Regions from separate parts of the Danio rerio genome. Here regions 1 and 3 are each linked to region 2. Evidence: chromatin contacts called from public Hi-C and HiCAR-type data. All regions are on one chromosome and are shown on one strand. The core of a region is the stretch at or near the end of the contact, and the rest is flanking DNA. Distances in the headings are between cores, read along the strand shown.

Region 1 (2,700 bases), core at 182-2,681, 210 kb before region 2:
CTGTTTGGGGTTGGAACTAAACTCTGCCGGACACCGGCCCTCCAGGACTGAGTTTGGACACCCCTGATCTAGAGCAGGGGTTCCCAAACTTTTCAGCCCGCTACCCCCAAAAATGTCAATGCCAGTGACTCGTGACCCCCAATATTCTCTGAGGTGGTGGTTATAAATACAGAAACCTTGTATGCAATGACACGCACAAAACACCAATAGACCCAAGTCTATTCTTTGTTTTTTTTATGTATGTCAGTGCTGTAAATGGGCTAGAAAGTTCAACCTGGTGTTACAGAATCTGCTGCATCTGACAGTATTGCTGTGTCTTCAGTATAATGTAATTACCCGAGAAGTCGCAATCCAATAGAACTAGTAACTATAAGCTACTATAGTAACTATAAACGACTATTTTTTTCTCTTCAGTAGGTTATTGATAAAGTACAGTAAGTCTTAAGGTTTCATAAAAATTAATTGATTTTTAAAAATCACCAGGCGACCCCCCCCCCCCTCCTTCATTGTCCCGCGACCCCTTGGGGGGGTCCTGACCCCCACTTTGAGAACCTCTGATCTAGAGGAACAGGAATATTTCTGTTGTGTGCTGTTTTAGATACACACCGGGGACAGAAGTTAAGGTGTTGTGTATATTTGTGTTGTGTATAACCAACAGACGTGTGTATCTGACCTGCAGACGACCACAGCGGACACCAGAAACATGTGAAGAGCCGTGTGTGTCCAGCAGAGCTCACACTAATGATCAGCCAACGAACATCGCTCAGTCCTTATGCACAGACTGATTGTGTGTGTGTGTGTGTGTGTGTGTGTGTGTGTGTGTGTGTGTGTGTGTGTGTGTGTGTGTGTGTGTGTTTCAGGAAGGCTCAAGAGCAGAATAAGAAGGTGGTTTTGGCTGGATGTGTGCCGCAGGCTCAACCCCGCATGGACTATATAAAGGACCTAAGCATCATTGGGGTAAACACACACACACACACACACACACACACACACACACACACCAGCACAGGCTGAAATCGGCTTCAGCGTCCTCTAGTATTCAGATGTCTGAGCTCCAGGCGGTCAGCAGGAGCTCTGCAGGCACATCCCCAGGTGAGAGCAGTGTGTGTGTGCGCGCGTCCATGCCGGACCTGCCGCTGGTCTGCTCTCTCTATAGTCATTATTCATGATCTGTAATTCAGCTTATGTGTATCTGATGACTCTTTTCAGTCTATTAGTGTGCTTATTAATAACAACATGACAAGAGATCGTGCTGATTTGCACTGTTCAGGGTGCAAGGAGGTGTGGAGGAGGTGATCACAGCACATCTGTAGATGTACCGCCGTGTCCGCTGCTGTTCATGAACTAGTGTAGTGTGAACTGAAGGAGAGGGTGCAGGACTGAGCTGTGTGCTCTTAATATTGAGAAAGCCCAATCAGAGAAGAGGATGTCTGCAGCCCCGCCTCTGTTCGGATGTCTCCGCCTCCCACATGCACTCTTAAGGGCTCAAACTGTGGGCAGAGTGGAGGGAAGACCAGACCACAGCAGAACCGACAGCATAGTAGTGTAGACAGAGCTGCAGTCTCTCTCTCTCACACACACACACACACACACACACACACACACACACACACACACACACACACACATAGACAGGATCTGGCTTGTTCTAACCTGCTGAAGTGTGTTCCTTTGCATGCGTTTCAGCTGTGTGTGTGTGTGTGTGTGTGTGTGTGTGTGTGTGTGTGTTTCTTTGCTCATTTGCATCAGTTCTGCTGGGTCAGGGTCAGTCGGAGCTGCATGTGTGGGTTATACTGGTTTGGAGGCGACAGCACCTCCTTACCGTTGGAAGGCTCACCTTATGCAAATGAGCAGTTATTTGCATACTGTGCTGAAGCCGTTGCTTGTCTCAGGATGTGAGCAGGATGTGCGTGTGTGTGTGCGTGCGTGCGTGCGTGTGCGTGTGTGTGTGTGTGTGTCCATGTGTGTGTGTGTGTGTGCGTGTGTGCAGGAATAATCAGTGTTATTCTCCTTCAGACTACAGCTCTGTGTGTTAGCGCTGTAATGCTCAGGCCTACTCCAGTGTTTATTGGATGTAATGACGTTATTGATGATGAGCTGCTGGTCAGTGTGTGGGATCACCAGCCGACTCATGAAGATGGAGGAGACCGGTCAGTAGCGCAGGGCTCAGTCTGACTGCATGTGTGTGTTCATAACGGCTCTCTAGCAGAGTCTGCTTTACACACGCCAGAGTCTGCTTCACACACACAAGAGTCTGCTTCACACACACAAGAGTCTGCTTCACACACGCCAGAGTCTGCTTTACACACACAAGAGTCTGCTTCACACACACAAGAGTCTGCTTCACACACACAAGAGTCTGCTTGACATGTGCATGTCTCTGGACCTCCGCTGTGTGTTCTGGACCTCCGCTGTGTGTTCTGGACCTCCGCTGTGTGTCCCGCTGCAGTGTCTGCTCTCATCAGTCCATTCTCCTCACACTCAGGAGAGCGCGGTGTCTTCAGCTGACCCGGCCCGAGCTCTCATTACTGCACAACTACAGAAATAGAGGAGCGCCGCAGACCCTCTCTACCTGACTCAGGCAAGTTGCTTCAGCTCGAGGGGTTCAGCAGTCTGAAAGAGCCCAGACACTGTCCCAGAGGAAGCCCGATCAGGCCCCTGAGCTCACGCTTACTGTAGACACAGCGGTGTGGTGTGCTG
Region 2 (2,700 bases), core at 186-2,685:
GATTCACTGAGACAACAACAGGATCGGTCCTCTTACACACTCACTATAACAGAGACAGAAGAATGAACAGCTGACACCACCCAGAACAACACCACACCACTGGGCCAAGAGATTATATTACTTTAGATGTGTTACCATAGCAACTGTAGAATCACCACAACAGATCAATTACTCTTGTTGTTGTTACCATAGCAACTATGGATTTACCACAACACACCAATTACTATAGTAGTTGTGTTACCATAACAGCTGTAGTATTACCACAACAGACCAATCAGTATAGTTATTGTTACCATAGAAACTGTAGAATCAACACAGATCAAATACTGTGGTTGTTACCATAGTAACTGTATATTCACCACAATAGATCAGTTATTATAGTTGCTGTTACCATGCCAACTGTAGAATAACACAACAGATCAATCACTGTAGTTATTGTTACCATAGCAACTGTGGAATCACAAAAACATTAATTACTGTAGTTGTTGTGTTACCATAGCAACTATAGATTCACCACAACAGATCAATTATAATTGTTATTACCATAGCAACATTAGAATCACCACAACAATCAATCACTATAATTGTTGTTACCATGGCAACTGTAGAAACCCCACAGCAGATTAATCGCTTTAGTTAATTTCTTAGTCAATATTTCACGATAGAATAGGTCAAAATCACTGCAGTATTACTTGAGGAATACAAAGGTGCAGGATATATCAGATATGCAGTAAATGCACACACAATGTTCAAACGTAAACTACAGCAAATTGTATTTGAAAAGTGTGTACCTTTAGAGACTGATTACTGGATAATACTGATACTGATAATATATTAAAATATACTGAACATATTGTCCAAACACATGCACTATAGAGGAATTGATTAACTAAATTGAAAAAAGTGTGTGTGTGTGTGCGTGTGTGTGTTTCCCAGTACTGGGCTGCAGCTGGAAGGACATCTGCTGCGTAAAAAAAGCTTATGCTGGAATAGTTGTCGGTTCATTCTGCTGTGGTGACCTCTGATGAATAAATGGACTAAGCAGATGGAAAATGAATAAATGAATATCTTCATGCTGCATGTATAATACATGTACACTGTATGCTGTATGTTAAGCACCAAAAGCTTAAAAAGTCTGAAAAGCCTAAATCAAATATTTAAATGTGTTTTTGCCATAAATTTGAATACAACCCAAACCCTAACACACTGCGATCATTTACACAAGAGATTAAACAATGCCCTCTCAAATATAGAGACAAAAAGAAAAAATCCTGAAGCATTAAATTTCACGGAAGGGCGAATAATTGTGACCTCGGCTGTATTTCATAATACAGGAAAGAAAAAAGAGAGCAAAGCATCTCTCTGTCCTCCAGGTGACTCACAGAAGCGCTGAGCTGCGCATGCGCACTGCATCATCCAGCGCATCGGCGGCTGAGCGGAGCGAGGAACAGCAGCAGCTCCGACCGGTTATGACAGGTATTCGCTTTTATTCACTCATTACAGTTATCAAAACTCTGATCAGTCGACACCTTTCACTCTCCACACTTACACACACACCGTCGGGGAGGATGTGTGTGTCCGGTTTGTGCGTTAGAGTCTGACAGCTCGATCAATCTGCTGATGTGTCGATGACAGATGTGTGGAGAATGAGCATTTCTGCCGGTAAAGTGCAGCTTTCTGCATCTGAAAACACCATCGGACTGTTGTTATTAGACGATCAGATGATGATGATGATGGTGATGATGATGGTGGTGTGTGTGTGGGTACAGAGTGTCTCTGAACAGCAGAGGACATGCACGATCAGGAGCAGCTCTGGCGTCATTTCTGATGACGAGACGGACACTGACGGAGCATTCAGCATCTCTCTCTCTCAGATATCTGCATTTACAGAAGGATTTCATTTCTGAAGATGCACATATCATCTATAGAGGCGATCAGATTTACACTGAAGATTACCTCGAGACATTAAGACGTTCGTGGAGACTAAAGAGAGATTAGCATTAGTGTTTAGGAGCAAATCCCATTCATCTCCCTTACAGTGGAGCTGATGCTTAATTGGTGTATGAGCATAGATAATTAGCTAATATATCAGAACACGTGTGTAGAATCACCACAACAGATCAATCACTGTGTTAATGTGTTACCATAGCAACTGTAGAATCACCACAACAGATCAATCACTGTTGTTAATGTTACCATAGCAACTGTAGAATAACCACAACAGATCAATCACTGTTGTTAATGTGTTACCATAGCAACTGTAGAATCACCACAGGAGATCAGTTACTGTAGTTCTTGTGTTTCCATAGCAACTGTGGAATCACCATTCATTCATTTTCTTGTCGGCTTAGTCCCTTTATTAATCCGGGGTCGCCACAGTGGAATGAACCGCCAACTTATCCAGCAATTTTTTACACAGCGGATGCCTTTCAAGCTGCAACCCATCTCTGGGAAACATCTACACACACATTTACACACACACACTCATACACTACAGACAATTTAGCCTAACCAATTCCCCTATAGCGCATGTGTTTGGACTGTGGGGGAAACCGGAGCACCCGGAGAAAACCCACGCGAACACAGGGAGAACATGCAAACTCCACACAGAAATGCCAACTAAGCTGAGGCTCGAACCAGCGACCTTCTTGCTGTGAGGCGACAGCACTACCTACTGCGCCACTGCCTCGCCCAAAATAT
Region 3 (2,700 bases), core at 70-2,569, 230 kb before region 2:
CATGTTTTATGTGGTGGAATTAAATGAGTAAATGCACAGTAAATGTCAGTATAATCCATTTCTGCAGCTGTCTAATGTTTTCACTGTTATTATACTGTTTGGAGTGAAAGTGCTATACTAATAAATATTACTACACCATGCCATTGAGGTTAAGTTAGTTTTGTATTTGCACTTTCATTCATCCAACTTGTGACACACTCCCGGTATAGTTTGCATGTTTTCCCTGCGTTTGCGTGGCTTTTCTCCCGCGTGCTCTGGTTTCCCCACAGTCCAAACACTTGCAGTACAGGTGAATCGGGTAGGCTAAGTTGTCCGTAGTGTATGAGTGAGTGTGAATGAGTGTGTGTGGATGTTTCCCAGAGTTGGGTTGCGGCTGGAAGGGCATCAGCTGCGTAAAAAAACGTGCTGGATAAGTTGGCGGTTCATTCACCTGTGGAGACCCCGGAATAATAAAGGGACTAAGCCGACAAGAAAATGAATGAACAAATGAATCAGGAGTACACTGTAAAAAATAAATGTGTTAATTTTAAGGTAAAAAAATAGCTGTGGATGTTAGTATTTTATTGTTAAAATTACGGCAAAGACTATAAAGTTAATTCTCATTTTCACAACGAACATCTGCGGCTTAATCGATTATCAATGCATAATGACTGTATTGAATATTATCATCATCTATGCATCTGTTTATTTAACAGAAACTCACATGGTCACAATCATATACTGTTATTTATAAAGATGTTTTATACTGATCCACTGATCTTAGAAAATGATGTTGATTAACCTGCTACATGTGACAGTAATGAACACAGCTACTAAACACAGACATGGTAACATGCATACAATTACATTGATGAAATAAACATTGTTTATGAACATTAGATGTAACACGATTCTATAATGTACAATAACTGATGAGGAAACAACTAAAAACATGCATATTAATGTCAACAAACAGCATAAAGGGATGTGCCATGCAGGGAATTCTGGGAAAGTCAGTTTACAGTTATTCTCTGTATATATTAAGGAAATATACTGCTAACCAGGTTTGGGATTTTTACTGTAGCATTTTTACACTTTTTAGCGTTGAAATCACGCAATTTTACAGTGTTTATTCCTCTGTCTGATGTTTACCCGGTCTGAAATGCCCTCCCTCTCCAGCACGACGTGTGGCGATATTGAGTCACATTGGAACTCGCCATTTAATCTGAAGAAGAAGAAGAAGAAGGAGGAGGAGGAGGAGGAGGAGGAGGAAGCGGATTATCCTTCTCGCTTGCCGTAGCGCGTCAGAGGTTAAAGTGTAATTCCAATATGGCGCTCTACAAGCACAACAACACGAGCAGCACCGGTTAAACAGCGGAAACTCTACGGTTACTCCACAGCTGCCGCGATCTCTTCACCGTTCCCGAGCGCCATTGTTATTGCGTCTTCCCGGTGAGTCCGCGCTGCTGTGCTGTAGATCAGGAGTTGCTGAAGAATAACACGTGGACATACACTGCTGACAGCGGCGACTGACACACACACACACACACACACACACACACACACACACACACACAGAGGTACAGTTGGTTTTATATTGTGATATTCAGACTTTCTTCTTAATAATGTCATGTCAGAAAAGTATTCTTTGATAATTCTAAATAGGGAAATCAGATTAGCAGCCAATGACTCAGTACAGCAGTGTTCACAGTCAATTAGACATGCTGGTGTTGTGTACAGGTCATACTGGCATGATAATTCCCATCATATTTTCAAAGTAACATCATAAACAATATAGAGACTGATAAATGAAACAATGTGCAAATATCAAACCAACTTTACCTCTATGGTGTGTGTGTGTGTGTGTGTGTGTGTGTGCAGGTTTAATGAAGTGTATTACATGCATATGTGTGTAAGATATATATATATATATACATTATGTGTGTGTGTGCATGTGTGTGTGTGTGCAGATGATGGCGTTGGTGTGTGACACTGCTGTGGATGATATCGAGGATATGGTGAGAATCACTGACGTCACACCACTGCAGCGGCAGGCGGCCCGCAAGAGTGTGGTTCCTCGCGCACGCAAACACAAGCAGGAGACGGGAGAGCAGATGCAGACCGACAGGTGAGGCACATGCAGACAGACAGACAGACACACACACACACACACACACACACATTAGGGGTGTCCAAATGAATTGTTTCTTCAGTGCTCTGTGATGCAGACGCTGTGGATTCGATACCGGTCATGTACTGATCATCCTTGGTTATTACGTACTGATGCCATTAACTCGTGTGTGTGTGTGTGTGTGTGTGTGTGTGTGTGTGTGTGTGTGTGTGTGTGTGTGTGTTCACATGAGTCAGAACAGAGCCTGTAGATGACCGTGTGTGTTCTGCTGTGTGTTCAGTGTGATTCCCGGCATGCAGAAGGTGTGGCTGAAGACCTGGGGCTGCTCACACAACAGCTCAGATGGAGAGTATATGGCGGGTCAGCTGGCGGTGGCAGGATACCAGATCACAGGTCCAGATTCACTGCTCCACACACTAACACCGGCTGCTCTCACTTATCACATTACACAGGTTTAACGTACGCTTGACCAAAGAGTGGCAGATAGGGATGTCCTGATACGATATTGATATGGGAAATAGGTCCAATATCAGTCCAAAAAACTATATTAGACTGCGTTAACAATCTCCGATATAAGCAGTCTGATGGGT

The links. A called contact is a pair of places that touch in the nucleus more often than the background predicts. HiCAR-type assays count read pairs that join an accessible place to other places.
Region 1: a Hi-C map of embryo shows a contact between it and region 2, with 1.6 times the contacts expected there. The contact joins the enhancer-like site here to the promoter of nrsn1 in region 2. A contact is called at or near these places in 3 of 18 Hi-C or Micro-C datasets (caudal fin, embryo and an unstated tissue).
Region 3: a contact with region 2 is called in a HiCAR-type map of caudal fin, with 4 times the contacts expected there. The contact joins the promoter of cdkal1 here to the promoter of nrsn1 in region 2. A contact is called at or near these places in 3 of 4 datasets of contacts at active chromatin or transcription factors (caudal fin, embryo and gastrula embryo).

The regions. Positions count from the first base shown.
Region 1 is chr16:40,085-42,784 of GRCz12tu, forward strand. cdkal1 (CDK5 regulatory subunit associated protein 1-like 1) reads left to right here. Exons shown (of 15, transcript NM_200627.1): 5 at 861-957. Among named protein-coding and RNA genes, the nearest start is that of cdkal1, 16 kb to the left of the region's middle. Within about 2 kb of position 1,432, at least 3 of the 62 cell types and tissues checked have an H3K27ac peak or open chromatin away from gene starts, as enhancers often do.
Region 2 is chr16:249,288-251,987 of GRCz12tu, forward strand. nrsn1 (neurensin 1) reads left to right here and starts at 1,436. Exons shown (of 3, transcript NM_199959.1): 1 at 1,436-1,476.
Region 3 is chr16:23,642-26,341 of GRCz12tu, forward strand. cdkal1 (CDK5 regulatory subunit associated protein 1-like 1) reads left to right here and starts at 1,320. Exons shown (of 15, transcript NM_200627.1): 1 at 1,320-1,431; 2 at 1,950-2,107; 3 at 2,391-2,503. The coding sequence starts at 1,950.